5 separate regions of the Mus musculus genome follow, and all the other regions are linked to region 1. The links are chromatin contacts, called in public Hi-C, HiChIP or PLAC-seq and promoter capture Hi-C maps. All regions are on one chromosome and are shown on one strand. Each heading gives the region's core, a stretch centred on a gene start, on an enhancer-like site or on the middle of the called end of the contact. The rest is flanking DNA. Distances are from core to core; before and after follow the strand shown. Region 1 holds the start of Inka2 (inka box actin regulator 2). Region 2 holds the start of Lrif1 (ligand dependent nuclear receptor interacting factor 1). Region 3 holds the start of Kcnc4 (potassium voltage gated channel, Shaw-related subfamily, member 4). Region 4 holds the start of Hipk1 (homeodomain interacting protein kinase 1). Region 5 holds the start of Alx3 (aristaless-like homeobox 3).

Evidence for each region. Promoter capture Hi-C pulls out the DNA fragments that hold promoters and counts their contacts. A called contact is a pair of places that touch in the nucleus more often than the background predicts. HiChIP or PLAC-seq counts read pairs in DNA pulled down with a chosen protein or histone mark.
Region 2: a contact with region 1 is called in a promoter capture Hi-C map of liver, with 2.7 times the contacts expected there. The contact joins the promoter of Lrif1 here to the promoter of Inka2 in region 1. A contact is called at or near these places in 3 of 39 promoter capture datasets (the C10 cell line, liver and pre-B cells) and 1 of 115 datasets of contacts at active chromatin or transcription factors (double positive thymocytes).
Region 3: a contact with region 1 is called in an H3K27ac HiChIP or PLAC-seq map of embryonic stem cells, with 7 times the contacts expected there. The contact joins the promoter of Kcnc4 here to the promoter of Inka2 in region 1. A contact is called at or near these places in 3 of 39 promoter capture datasets (hippocampal neurons, liver and pre-B cells) and 1 of 115 datasets of contacts at active chromatin or transcription factors (embryonic stem cells).
Region 4: a contact with region 1 is called in a Hi-C map of B cells, with 5 read pairs. The contact joins the promoter of Hipk1 here to the promoter of Inka2 in region 1. A contact is called at or near these places in 1 of 39 promoter capture datasets (pre-B cells) and 1 of 484 Hi-C or Micro-C datasets (B cells).
Region 5: an H3K4me3 HiChIP or PLAC-seq map of embryonic stem cells shows a contact between it and region 1, with 6 times the contacts expected there. The contact joins the promoter of Alx3 here to the promoter of Inka2 in region 1. A contact is called at or near these places in 1 of 39 promoter capture datasets (liver) and 2 of 115 datasets of contacts at active chromatin or transcription factors (both in embryonic stem cells).

The regions. Positions count from the first base shown.
Region 1 is chr3:105,703,228-105,706,006 of GRCm38.p6, forward strand. Inka2 (inka box actin regulator 2) reads left to right here and starts at 1,372. Exons shown (of 2, transcript NM_175398.4): 1 at 1,372-1,598. The coding sequence starts at 1,542.
Region 2 is chr3:106,720,288-106,722,987 of GRCm38.p6, forward strand. Lrif1 (ligand dependent nuclear receptor interacting factor 1) reads left to right here and starts at 1,395. Exons shown (of 4, transcript NM_001039488.1): 1 at 1,395-1,819. The coding sequence starts at 1,758.
Region 3 is chr3:107,457,563-107,460,295 of GRCm38.p6, forward strand. It overlaps Kcnc4 (potassium voltage gated channel, Shaw-related subfamily, member 4), which reads right to left and starts at 1,336. Exons shown (of 4, transcript NM_145922.3): 1 at 639-1,336. The coding sequence starts at 1,328.
Region 4 is chr3:103,789,890-103,792,589 of GRCm38.p6, forward strand. It overlaps Hipk1 (homeodomain interacting protein kinase 1), which reads right to left and starts at 1,386. Exons shown (of 16, transcript NM_010432.2): 1 at 1,106-1,386.
Region 5 is chr3:107,593,734-107,596,714 of GRCm38.p6, forward strand. Alx3 (aristaless-like homeobox 3) reads left to right here and starts at 1,298. Exons shown (of 4, transcript NM_007441.3): 1 at 1,298-1,719. The coding sequence starts at 1,443.

The DNA of each region.
Region 1 (2,779 bases), core at 122-2,621:
AGAGCTCCTTACAACCGGCTGCTGTTCTGCAGGGTGAAGATATAACTGTGTAAAAGGGGTGGGGCTTCAGGGTGGGGAACCCACCTCTGTTTCCTAGGAGGGTCATGGTGGAGGATGCTGCTCTGACCCACTACTTTCTTGAACTGATTCAACAGCACCAACACCGTCCAGCCTAACTTTCTGACTGGCACATCACTCTGAAGAGGAGTGAGAAGATAGGCCAGGAGCATAGTCACAGTCACCAAGTTCTTCACCTACCCCCTAAATGTTTTTGAAGAAGTGATCTTGGCTGGCATCAAATGAATGTCCACAGTGTCTGCTTTCTCCCTTCGCGGCTTCTCTTGCATCCTTTTGGTTCTGTCTCACACAGACCACCAAAATCTTGCCAGGGGCAAACTTTCCCCTATTAATTTTCTTGAAACAAAGCAAAGCAAATTGTTACTAATTACTCTGGCAGGCCGAATGGTGAGGTGTTTGCTCACCGAGGGTAACTTAAGTCAGGCAAGTGGCCAGGAGGCCGGCTTTAGAAGTATCGAGTTGGACTGGCCTGCAGAAGCACCCCTTTCGCTGTGCCCCAACTCCACCCCTTACACCCCTAGGAGTTACTGCATGGGTACCAGGGAAATGCCTGTCAACTATCCTCAGAGCGTCCTCAAGTCCTCTTCTCCCCTATTCAAGAAGGCCAGCATTAGGGAGTTCTAGGAAGGGAAAGGCCTGTTTCTCCACTCCCTGCCAACTCTATTGAAACAGCTCCCAACACCCCATCTTTAAATCTTCCATTAAAATTCGCTCTCTGAAGTGACTATCCTCATATTTACTTGTTTGTCTCATAGTTCCTTCTCCTCCACGATAAAAGTTATGCAAGGCTGAGACCTTGTCTCTCTTACTCAGTATCACCAGGTCTACCTTGAACACAATAGACTGCCACACCAGCTGAGACCTAGCGGAAGCCGCTTCCTTCCGCTAGCGCTAGAGAGGAGTGGGCCCGGAGGAGATGAAATGGAGCCGTGAACTTCCAGGACCCTCTTTAGAAAGAAAAGGCTTCTGAGGGATTTAAGGGGAAGGCAAAGGAGAGCGTTTTCTTCTCTGAAAGGAGTTAAGATTCAACACTGTGACCCTCCTGCCTAGTCCTAGTCCTCAATCCTAAAACTGCGTTCTTCCTTTATAATAGACAATGAATGCACTTGACTGGGGGCTTTGCCAGTTCCATGCCCCACAGAACCCAGAACCTAATCAAGACCTCTGCGAGTCTCCCAGTAGTTGCTGCTGTCTGCAAGGCCGGTGACAGACTTTCTCGGGTCGCCAGGCCCGAGCACCCCCCCTCCCCGACCGCTCTTCCCATTGGCCGAAGATACCCCTTCTGAGTTCTCATTGGCTGCTGCACTTTTCCTCCGCCCCTATCCCGGGCATTGAGCGGCAGCAGCGGGGAACGCCGCTCTAAGTCCCCACGCTGGAGCTGAGGCTCGGCTCAGCGCGGATAAGGGCGCGGAGCGCACTGAGAACCCTACTTTCTCGTGAGCCCGAGCCCAGCAAATGGGCGAATGACAAAGGAGAGCAAGGACATGGACTGCTATCTGCGTCGCCTCAAACAGGAGCTGGTAAGATCGGAGCAGGAGCCTGGGGACAGGGAGGACTGCTCCACCCAGACCTAGGTACCTGACTTGCCCCCCCCCCCCCCCCCCGCGCTCCGTGCACCGGGCGGAAGCGGAGAGGAGAGGGGAGGAGAGGAGAGGAGAGGAGAGAGGATGCCAACTGGTAGGTAGAGGCTAGGGACGTTGCTCAGAGGTAACAAACTTTGGCAAAGATTTCTGATGAGATATGGACAAGTAACAGGGAGTCAGAGCACCCAGATAAGTTGAATGTGACAGAACAACTGAAGAGAAAGGAGGACACACCCAGAGGGGACAGGCACACGGACGGAGTAAGGCTCAAGTGTCCAGAGTCGCAGGAATGACAGGCACAGGCATCGGGCGCCAGTGGTCGGGTGCCGGGCTCCTGAAGCGCGCAGACAGGTCCCTGCCCTGTGCAGGAGGTCAGGCTGGACTGCTCGCTCGCTCGTGGGGAGCTGGCACCGCCCGGGGCCCCCAGCTCTGCTGGGCTTGGCAGAGCTGGCGCGGCTGCGGGGGCAGGCTTGGCCGGCTGTCTGCCCGGGCTTGTCTGCCAGCAGGGAGGGGGGTGGCAGCTGTAATGACGGGGGAGGAGGGGTGCCGCCTGGCAGATCGCGGAGCGGGAGTTGTGGAGGCTCGGCCAGATGTCAGGTCTGGGCTTGGGGAGTGCGCTGGGAGTGTGCGGGGCCTCGGGGTGCTGAGGGTGAGTATGCTACCCTGGAGTGGGGGGATGAATCACTGAAGAGGGATAAGTGACTGTTAAGGCTGTGTTAGGGAAGCCAGGTGAATTCTGATTTCTTTCTCTTGCCTCTCTCTCCTCTTGTCTCTCTTCTCTCTCCTCTTTCCCCTCTCCCTCCTCCTTCCCCTCCTTCCCTCCCTTTCTCCCTCCCTTCTGGTTTTCCTTTACCACCAGGATTCAGACAGATAGGTAGGTAATGTGCGTCTTTTCTCAGCTCCGCCCGTCCCTTCTCCATCTAGACTGCCTTAGCTTCTACCTCCCACTCCACCTCTCAATGTCTCCTTCATTTTTATCTCCCATGGCAGTAGGCCCTCCTGGCTCACTTAGCTCCTTCTTTCTTCTATTCAGTCAGGTCACCCAGGCAGATCTGGATTCAGAGAGTGCCCAGCTCAGGCTTCTTAAGATCCCGAGAGATAACCTTTCCAGTCCTAGC
Region 2 (2,700 bases), core at 145-2,644, 1.0 Mb after region 1:
ATATAATCAATAAATGGCAATTGATAAGATAGCAAACAAGGTAGGCAGCCTCCCAAGTGCCGTACCCCCCCCCCCCACACACAACACACACACACACTTAGACACACACAAACTCTTAGAGAGGGTTCTCACTGTATAACCCTGGCTAACCTGAAACTCACTTTGGTGACTAGGCTGACCTCAAATTCAGAGACCCACCTGCCTCTTCCTGAGTTCTGGAATAAAAGGTGTGCACAGCAATGTGTAGCAAAACGCATTTGATTTTTTTGTTTGTTTGTTTTAGTTGTTGTTGTCATTGTTGTTTTTTCCTAGTAACTTTGATTACATAGACAAAAGATGCCATAAAGCTTGAAAGCATTAAGGTCTGCCTATCTTTCCTGATGTCTTTAGTATGAGAACAGGGTACTTTATTGTCAAATAAATGTGCTATACAAAAATAGGAAAATGATACTTTCTCTTGACATATCAAAACCTGAAGTTCTTAAAAATCTTTAACGTTTAGCAGTTAGGGGTATGAGTAAACCTTTCTTCTTCCCTTTTTGTGAGACTAGATTTCATGTAGTTCTTGATGGCCTTCTACTAAGTAGCCAAGGGTGATCTTAAAGCCCCTATCGTCTTGCTTGTACTTTCCAAGCGCTAGAATTGCATATGTGTGTCACTAAGCCTGGTAATTCCATTTTTAAATAACCATATAAACCTTCAAATTGTCTACCTTATCAGTGTCCTGAATTTGAACACTGCAGCATACAAGATTGCCTATGTCAAATAAAATTTTATCTTTGAAAACACTTTCATAATATTCCACACCTAATTAAACTATAATTCCTCCTACCCATTAAACAGTATGATCCCAATTCTCAAATAGTCATTAACTGCAGGACTCTAGAGAATTCTTAGAGCTGGTTTCTGGAAATTAAGAGTTTCAAAAAGTTTATACAGGGGATTTAATGCACAGACACTCAAAGAATTGAATACATGACAGTAAGATACAGTTTTAACTGAGGTGTTAGTGTGGGAATGGAGAAAATGGTTAATCGATTAATGTAGAGCAAAACTTCAAGAAACAGAAAAAAATAATCACTTCTAGCCATGAGAAGGGAGATAAAGGTTTTCAACAATTTATGGCAACTACCAAATGCCTATCTGTGTCTACTGAATAAAACTGCTAAGGAGGACATTATTACATTGGCTTGCAAAAGCGCATGTACAAGTGCAGACAATTTAAGCCTGACACCGGAAGTATTTCATTTCATGTAGGCAGTGAAAGCACTTTCTCTTTTAGTTCCTCCTTTGATCCGGAAGAAGAGACCTCAACCTTCGCTGTCGATTGGACCACGTCATAAGGGCGGGGCCATGGCGATCCATTCGCCTTGGTAACCATATGTGACGTAGCTGTATGCCTAGGATCCCTGGCTCTAGGAGCTCGGTTTTAGTGGGCGCAGACTCCGATCAGGCCCTGTCGTGGGTGGTGCTATTGATGCCACGCCCCCCACGTCCTCTCTGACTGGCTGTGATGCGTCACGTAGCCAGAAGAGACTCGCCGGAAAACTGTGAGCTTGCCTGAGGTAGGAGTCTTCCGGCTTCTACAGCCACTTCCCACGGAAGCTGGGGGAGCCGCCCTCTCAACTATCTCCCGTCACACCCTTCTGTTCGCTCGCCTCAGACGCTGCCCTTCCACACCCGTGCTCTGGTTCGCGCCTACTTGGGGACGCTGTCCCCCCAGTATTCACTGCCCTATCCCCTCCCACCCATCTAAAATGTCTAATAGTCTCCAGAGCGTCATTCTGAAAACCGCAGAGGAAAAGTCAGGCTCGCGCTGGTAAGTACCAGTTCCCAGTTCTTCAGGCGCCCGCCCACACCCTGTGACTTAGGTTGTCATGGCCGCGTCAGCTGACGTTCAGCCGCGCGCACCGGGTGCTAGCTGCGGGGATGTGGGAGCACAGCGCCATCACAGCACACCTCCTTACACCGCACCCACTGCACACCAGTGCAGAGCCCTTGGCTCCCAGTCCTCTCCAAAATGTAAAGCAGCCCGCGATTACAACGCAGCTACCATCTCCTGGCCCCCAGCGCGCCCTACGCCACCCGCTCGAATTTCATAGGCGGAACAAGTAGATACCCACGGAAGTAAAACCAACTTGGCGATGCTCCAAGAATCTCAAACACTTACCAAAACACCCATCGTGGATTAGCAAGTGCAGCCCCGCGGCGCTGTAACTTCAAGTGAAAATAGTCCCATTTTAATGTACTTAGAAAATGTGTTCTAGAACAAGGGACTTTAGTATTTGAAAATTTCAACTAATATGGAGAAAAGTAAAAACTTGAAATGTGTTTTTCCAGGTAACACATTTGAAACGGGTCTAAAAGGGGTGCATCTCATTGGTTGTCTCTACAAAGGAACAGTTGGAACACTGTATGGCTCTGGTTAGGTAGGAAACTCACTATAGCCAGGACTGTCCACAATACAGCCTGGGTTTACCTCGTGTTAGGATTACAAAGGGTTCTGACAGTCTTTGGTTTGGAAATGTATCACCAGTAACATTTTTCTTTTAATTTTGTGTTAATCCAGATGAAATAAAAGCAGGAACAACAGAATATTCCTTAAGGAACAATTCTTTAATTTATGCTTTCCAGAGTTAATGAGTGCTTGTTGAGAAGCAAAGATTAGTAAGTCTGTAGAAGGTAAATGAACAACATAAA
Region 3 (2,733 bases), core at 86-2,585, 1.8 Mb after region 1:
GTGGGAGGCTTTTCCTGTCTACTTCTCTCTCCTGTCAGCAGCAGCCAGGCTGTGACTGAGGTACAGAAAGCCTTGGGACATGGCCTGCTCCTAGGAGAAAATGCCCTCTCTCAGGAGAGGGGGCCTGTGTTCTGGGGAATCTCTGTCCTTTATGAGACAGGTATTCTAGAAACTATGCCCCCCCCCCCTTTTCTGAAATCCATAGGCGCCTGCATACAGAGCTGCTGGCAGGATAGAAACAGGTTAAGTGTCCTACATAATCCACGGTTCCTTCTCTTGATCCGGCCTCACCCCTGAAAAAGGCCAAGTTTAAGCTCTCCAGGACTTTGTGGTCCTGTGGAGGGCAATTGTGCTGATCAAAAAGGAGTGAGAAATGCTCAAGTTGAAGGCTTGCCACTCACTGAGGGGCATGTGCCAGAGCAGACAGCTCGGATCAGGTCCAAGTAGTAAGTTAAGTGTGTGCAATTTCCTGATGGAGCATGCAGGAGACCAAGGAGGGTGGGTGTTAGGAGGCAGGTAGTTATCGTCTGCCAGGTACGTCAGTCTCCTTCCAACCCCCTCCCCATCTGACCTACCAACACTAACACCAAGAAACCCTTGGGCACGGAGATGGGGAGATCCTGGCTTCTGCCACTCACCCTGGCCGCCCGGGATGAGTAGGGATCCTCGAAGAGCGCCCACATTCGGGGCTGCCAGCCACGGCACCCTCCGGACCCAGCACCAGGGCCAGAGCCTCCTTCATGGGGGCCCAGGCGCTGCAAGGCCAACTCCCGCTCATCGTCGCCAGCCTCGTCGCCTGGCCCTGCGCCACCCCCGCCCCCGTCCGGGCTCTCGAAGATGTCCAGTGCCTCCTCAGCATCGCGGTGCTGCCGGTAGGTCATCCAGCAGCAGGGTTCCACATCTGTTTCATCGATACCCCAGAAGGTGAGCTCTTCCTCAAAGAGAGGCCCACAGACGTCTGCGGGGCAATGCAGCTTGCCCGTACGGTAGTAGTTGAGCACATAGGCAAAAACACCCGGGTGCCGATCAAAGAAGAACTCACAGCCCCCGCCGCCGCCGCCGCCGCCGCTGCTGCCGCTGCTGCCTGCACCGCCGCCATCCGACTCTGGCCGACCCCCGCCGTCGGGATCCGCCAACCAGGCAAGGCGGGTGCCCGGTAGGGTGCGCAGGGTGCTGCGGTAGGTCTCATGTCGCGTGCCGCCCACGTTGATGATGATCTTCTCCGACGCCTCGCCCTTGGCCATCTCCTCCTTCAGACATGTTTTGGACGGAGGCTTGTTCCCCGACTTGCGCCCGCGGTAGGAGGAGACACACACCGAGCTGATCATAAGAAGCGCTGCGGGGCTCCGGCTTGGGGCGGCCGCTGCCCTCCAAACACCCTTCCCAAGGAGGCAGCGTCAGAACGGGGAGGGGGAGGAGACGACAAGGAGGAGGTGGAGGAGGAGGAGGAGGCAGGAGGTGGTAGCGGCCCCTTCTGCGGAGTGGCTCTGCCCCTGCCTCCCCCCCAACCCCCCCGGGGCGCGGAGCAGGAAGAGTTGGCTTTCTGTGGTGCACAGGTGGTTGGGATTTAGGCAGGCAGAACCTAGTGGAGGCAGGAGGTGAAGACCTGGGTCGAGGACTCAAACCAAAGGGTCCGGGGTCCCAGGAGGTAGGGGCAAGCACAAGGATGCTCTGGGCCGGGGACACGCCCCCCCGACCCCAGAAAGGCAGAGAAGCGCACAGTCCCAGAGCACTGCGAGGGTCCGCGGCGCGCGCGCTCACACTCACACGGGCCACCCTTTGGCTCCTAGAACGCGGCGAGCCCGAAGGCGGCAGGGTTTCTCCGGGCGGCGGCAGCGGCGGAGGCAGCAGCGTAACAGCAACAAGTCCTCGGAGCGGCTACCGGGGCCGGGCGGATGCTCCTACGGTAGCCAGAGCTCTGCGGGGCCGGGCAGTGTGCGGTCAACTCGAGGCGGCGGTGGCGGGCATGTGGCCCGTTCCCCCCATTCATAAATCCAGCGCGGAGCACCGATGGCGGGCGGGGTTGAGTCGAGCGAGACGGACCAGCGGGTGGGGGTTGCTCAGGACCAGGCGGCAGGAAAACAAGCGCGCCCGCAGCAGCGAGCCTGGGTCCTGCGTCCGTGGCCGGGAGCTGCGCCGGGCTGGATGCAGCGCTGCGGGGGCCGCGCCGGGACGAGGGGGGGTTCAGACGGGGCGTCCTGCGCGGCGCAGAGCCTGGAGGGCGGGGCTGCTCTGAAGAGCCAGGCACCGGGTGCTGGCGGAGTGTCCCGGGCGGTGGCCGAATGGCCAAGGACACCTGCAGGCTTCCTGGGCCGCGCCAAGAGGGAGCCTCAGCGCAGCGCCCCGGCGCCGGGTTCCTGAGATCTGGCGCCGCCGGGAGCCGCGCCATCTGCGCGTCTGCCCATCTCCGGGCGGGGCGCCGGCCTTGGCTCCCTGCTAGGGGCGGGCGCGAGGTGGTCTAGGGAAGGGAGCGCCTGGGCGCCAGAGGAATGGGGCTCAAAGGGCTCTGCGACTCCCTCCCGCGATGACAGAGGATGCGACGCTCCAAGTGGCGCCTTTTCCTCTCGGCCTCGCCTGACCAGGGCGCACCCTCCGCGGGGCGGGGTGGGCGCGGCGCTGCGAGGCGCAAGGCCGACCTGGGGCGTTGCGGAGCTCGGGCAGCAGAGCTCAGCCTTCATCCGCGCATCCCAGCCCAGCGGAGGCGCGTAACCCGCTAGCAGCCAGTGCCCAGCG
Region 4 (2,700 bases), core at 136-2,635, 1.9 Mb before region 1:
GGCCATCCGCCACTTAATTTAACCCCACTCCGTCTACAGCAGGAAGCCATGCTGCTGTTTTCATCAGTTACTAGGAAACAAGATAAAGAGCGGACTGGGGCAACGGAGTCTACATTTGAAACTCTTGTTTGTGGCTGCACTACACTACTGAGAATTCTCAAAGTGTCACCAAAGAGACAAGAATGCGCATCTTATGAGTATCCACAACTGAGTCACTGGTTATGTAGAGAAAAGATTCACTTACTGGAGCTTGCCCCCACCCCCTCTCCGGCTTCCCGTTCCAGTACCCATTCCCAAACAGGAAAGAAAACGCGCCCAGCATAAACACACAGGCCATTGCTCACGGTTCGTCACCACAACAAACTGGAGGTTAGACCAACGCTCCTAGAGACCAAGTTTTTAGGTCTCGGTTGCCAAGCACAAAAGGGGGACGCTGCCCTACAGAGCTGTTTATAGTGTGGGTCCTACCCAAAGGCTTTTGGTTGTTTCCATCTTTTAATGTTTTGGATTTTGTTGTTCTTGGCTTTAAAGGCGACGACGGACTGCAAAAGTTTAGACCTCTAGCTTTGCCTTGCAGAGATAAACATATAGGTGGGCTGGTCCCCACACAGCGTTACCACCATCACAAATTACATACTCAAAGACTACAGAACATGAACCAAGAGAACAGAAAAGCTTCCATACCAGCCCGACCACCACGATTTACTCTAGATGCGGTTTCCCGGTCCCCAAAGGCACCAATACGCCCAAACTACAGCTACAGGGAGTGGGGTGACATGCACACGCACAAGCACAAGAACCTGCCACCGCAGTCCGCGGTTGGGGTGGAGATCTGTACGGTGGGGAGATGCCAGACGGACCCCTGTCACCTGAGGACAACACGATCTGGAGGGAAAGGCAGGAGGCAGGGGGAGCTGCCCATTTTCTCCGGCACGCAGTCGCGCCTGGCCGCTCGCGACCAGGCGCCTAGGGCCGCGCGGGGCCTGGCGAGAGAGGCACCCCAAGCAAGCCGGCTACCCAAGGGAGTCTGCGGCTCGCTCCGTCCCACCTCGGGGCGCCGACTCCCAAAGTCCACGACCCCAGCCCCTCGCCGAGCCTGACTCACCGCCGGTGTGTGTAGTTCTCAGCCTCGAGTCGGGGCCGCCGCGAGGAGGCGGCGGAGGAGAGGCGATCCGGGGCCCCGCAGCCGGGTCATCATACCCCCCGCACGAGCCGGCCCCGGCCCCGGCCCCCGCCCCCCGGAGCCGTCCCCGCGCCCGTCCTGCGGCCGGAGCCTCGCCAGCCTCCCGCCTGCCCTGCCACCCGGCCCCTTCCCGCCGCCGCCGCCTCAGCGCCGAGCGCTCCCGCCTCGGCCTCCCCTGCGGTCCGGGGCCACGGCCCGGCCCTTCGCTCCGCAGCCGCCGTTGTCACCAGACCCGACAAGTGGAGCCCCGAGCGACCGCCTCCATCCCGCCGGCCCCGCCTCGCCGGAACCATTCAGCCACCTAGCGCCATGACACCTACTGAGGCGGAAGTGCGGAGGAGCGGGAGGGCTGAGATCACTGCATCTTGCCCCGGGCCGCGGGTGTGGGTGGGCCTCCGTGGGGAGCCAGCGTGGACAGTGTGTGGGGACCGGTTTCCCAGTCCTCTCCGCACAGCAGTCTCCGAGGTCGTTTAACCGGCGTTTGGTGGCGGTCGGGTTTCTTACAGTTAGATGTCATCTCAGCTAGTGTGACATCACCCCAAACCAGTGTGATTTTCCCCCAACATCCCAATCACATCCCAGCGATTGGGCAGCGCAGGGAGACATTGACTACCTGGGGATGACTCTGAGGGTTTAGAATTCTCAGTTTTTACTTAAATTGTTTGCTGCCATGTCGATTTCAGGGCAGCATAAGGGATTTAGATGCCTCCCTGTGCTGAAGCGCTCCCACCGTAGAATCTGTTAGGAAATAAAATATCCGAACTCAGCTCCTCCATGCATGCAGTAAACAAAAATTGTCTTACCTCCACGAAGGGTAGAAAGGCGGTGGATTCCGGAAAGTGGACCTGGCATAATGTTTAAGAAAAATGACCCTGAAAACTAGGTTATCTTAGTAGACAGTTGCCAACTCAGCCTCAAGAGATTCTGTGGGACTTGATATGCCTTCCGCGCTGTAAAATGTTGGTTCTTAAAATGAGAAACATTTCTTGGAGTCGAGTATTTATAAGAGTAAGGTAGGATGGTACGTGCCTTTAAACCCAGGATTCATGCCTTTAAACCCAAGATTCTGGAAGGAGAGGCAGATGGATCTCTTGTGAGTTTGTCAACTTGATCTACATAGAGAGGCCCTACCTAAAAGAAAGAGGAGTGCCGGGCAGTGGTGGCGCACGCCTTTAATCCCAGCACTTGGGAGGCAGAGACAGGCGGGATTTCTGAGTTCGAGGCCAGCCTGGTCTACAGAGTGAGTTCCAGGACAGCCAGGGCTACACAGAGAAACCCTGTCTCTGAAAACCAAAAAAAAAAAAAAAAAAAAAAAAGAAAGAGGAGGAGATGGAAAATGTGTTCTTTCTTACAAGAACAGTCTGAACCCCTAACTGACTATCCACCACCATAGATTTTTACCTGTGTCCTGTGAGCAGAGAGCAGGTCTAGGAGAGGCCTTTCTATCAGTTATATTTTTCAGTCCTCACTCATACATCCATGATTTCTTTGGATCTTCACCTAACAAAATGTTTTCT
Region 5 (2,981 bases), core at 48-2,547, 1.9 Mb after region 1:
AGCCTGCAGTCTGTGATTAGGGGCCCTAATGGCCATAATGCCTCCAATGTGGTGTTTAAGCCAATAAGGCTTCAGAAAAGTTACGGTATGTTTAATAATGGCTTAATGACTCCTTGTGAGATGCAAGGCTTCTGGTTCCTGTTTGGCCTTGATTTACAGCCCAACTCTGGCTGAGGACAGCCAAGAAACCTCCTCTAAGCCTCCAACGGAAGAGGGAGGTGTTCACACCAGGCCTCTTAGATTCCTTTTAAAAATGAGAATTCAAATAGAATACAAATGATGTTTGACTCCCTGCCCCTCTCGCTAATCTCCAGGGGTCCTAAAAATATAAATGTTTTAACCCGGACCTAAGGGATCTTTAAGCTCGGGTCCAAAGGACCTCTGGTATTTCTTCCCAGATCTTAGGCACAGTAAGGATTATTCAGTTTCAGAAAGGCTAAGCTATACCCTAATCCTAGGCTTCCTTTGGGTCGAGGAGACTCACCTTTGGGAGATGCAATCCTACCCTCGCTATGTCTAAAATAGCAAGCCTGAAGCAGTTAATTTGCAGTGGATCTGAGTGACATTCAGTTTATGCTGCTCAGAAGGACAATGACCCTTCTGCTCTTCCATAGCTGACCCAAAAAGCTACCTGGGCAGACCACTGTGAAACCTAGAGATCTCTCTGTCTGTTTTGGCCTGCCTGGGCTTTGGAACTCACCACCAAATGTAGATGGACCACAGTCAGCTGAAAACGCTAAGTGAGAGGTTCAAATCACAGATAATCAATGACAGTATTGAGGCCCAAGCTCCCAAGCCCCCTGCTGTTTCCACAGCATCCAGTCTCTAGGATGTCCAGGCAAAACAAGTGTCTAAGGGAGATGCCCTTGCTTTTTTCCAGCTACCAGCAAAAATAAACCGAGCAAGGTGAAGGGGAAACTCTACCACAGTAGAGGCCTCTCTTCTCAGACTGATGTCAGATCAGGCCTCAAAGAGAATGTTGGAGGAGGGATGGGGGAGGGTGCGGGGGTGGGGAGGATGTCTGCCCTCACCGTTTCACCTCCCCAGGGCCAAGAGCCACTAAGATGGATATCAGGACTTGAGGGTGCAGCTCAGAGCCAAGGACTCACCCGACTGCTAGACAAAAGGGATCCTGCCCTCGAAAGGAAGCAGCTTCCCTCTCTTCTCTTCCAACTGCTTGTGATACCAGACTCGGGGTGAATGGGGTGGGGTGGGGGTGTTCCTGGGCTCCGAGGGGTTAACCCGCACGGGGCCGCACGTGACGTGGATGGTTCCAGCATTAAGTCAGAGGCGCGGCCCCCTCTCCTGCCCCCCACCCCCCGCGGCGCGCGCCGCTCCCGGGGGCTCCGCGCCCCCGAGCCCAGGTCCCTCCCCCTTGGCTCACAGGCCGCGCGGGTTAGCGGGAGCCCCGGAGCTCCGGCGGCCTGTGAGCCCGAGCCGGCATGGACCCCGAGCGCTGCGCGCCTTTCTCCGTGGGGCCGGCGGCCGGTCCTTACGCGGCCGCGGGGGACGAGGCTCCGGGTCCCCAGGGGACTCCCGATGCTGCGCCTCACCTGCACCCCGCGCCACCCCGCGGTCCGCGCCTGAGCCGCTTCCCGGCCTGTGGGCCCCTGGAACCCTACCTCCCAGAGCCCGCCAAGCCGCCCGCCAAGTACCTGCAGGACCTCGGGCCAGGCCCGGTGCTCAACGGCGGCCACTTCTACGAGGGCTCCGCGGAAGGTAACACGCCGGGGGTCGGGGGTGGTGGTGGAACCCCATGTCGTTCTTATCCCCAGCCCTTCCTGGTCTCCCCGACTCTCCCGCTTTCTTGCTTCTTAACTTTGGGTACGTCTCGCATTTTCCACGATTCCCTCGCTAGATCGCTGCTGGCCTGGCCGGACAAGGCCAGGGCATTGGGGACCGCAGAATCGCCTGTGTCCCCGGCCGGCAGAGGCAATGGGAGGCGGGAGGTCAAAGGAGGGTGGAGTAGGGACGATCTTGGGCCCATTCCGACCCCCAAGGTGATTGAACCTGGGAGGAGAGATCGCGCTCATCCGGAGCCGAGCCTCTCTGCCACCGACCCAGAAGAGGGGACTGGGTGGAGGGCCCCGGAGCCTAACTGGGCCCCAAAGCTGGGAGAGAAGAGTTCTGCTTTTGTGCATGGCGCCCGCTGAGGGCGTAGAGGCTGGGCCTCGACTTAGTGGCCAAACTGGACTCAGCGAGGGAAAGGCTGTGTCCTGGACTTACCCAGCTCTCATCCTCGGGCCCAGCCTCTGCAGGAAAAGGTTTTCTGATGCCGTTAAGTCGCTCCGCAGAGTGGCGGTGGCTGCTCCCCCTCAGAACTGGGACTGTCTTCAAGATCAAATAACTATGTTCTTGTTTCTCAGATTAACTTGGCCTCCCCGTCGCCACGGGGATGGCTACCCTTCTTGCAGTTGGCATCTCGGCACCGAATCATCACCGCTGAGCCGTCGGAAGCGGTCCCGAACTATCCTAAATCCCAGGGCGCATCCCACTCCGGGGACCGTGCCCTGTGTGCTAAGGCGGGTCGGACCGTACCATTATCTGAGAATGCGCCTGAGTGGCAGGGCCTGCCAAGACTCTTTTGCCGCCCACTGTACTCGCTGACCCACGAGTGGCTCAGCACCCACGCCCACCCCTCGTATGCAGCCACATTTCGTAGCCTAGACCCAAAACTAGATCCCGGGAGATCCGCCAATGCGGCAATCGCCTGCTCCTCGCGGGCCTCCTCAGAGAGGCTGGGCAGCGAGCAGCTCCTGGCTTCGTCCCGTCCGGGTGGCGGGAGTGTGCAGGGGAGGCCCGGGAGGTGTGTTGGGGTCATCGGAGGAAATGAGCAAGTCCGCGGAGCTTCGTGTCTAATGCCGTTTGAAAAAGGCTCTCCTGATAAAAACCACAGTTGGGACTTAATGAGAAGCAGTTGGCCTGGCTCCTCTGATCCCTGCCAGACGGCGGCAGCCACGCAGCGCCCAGAGCACCGCCAG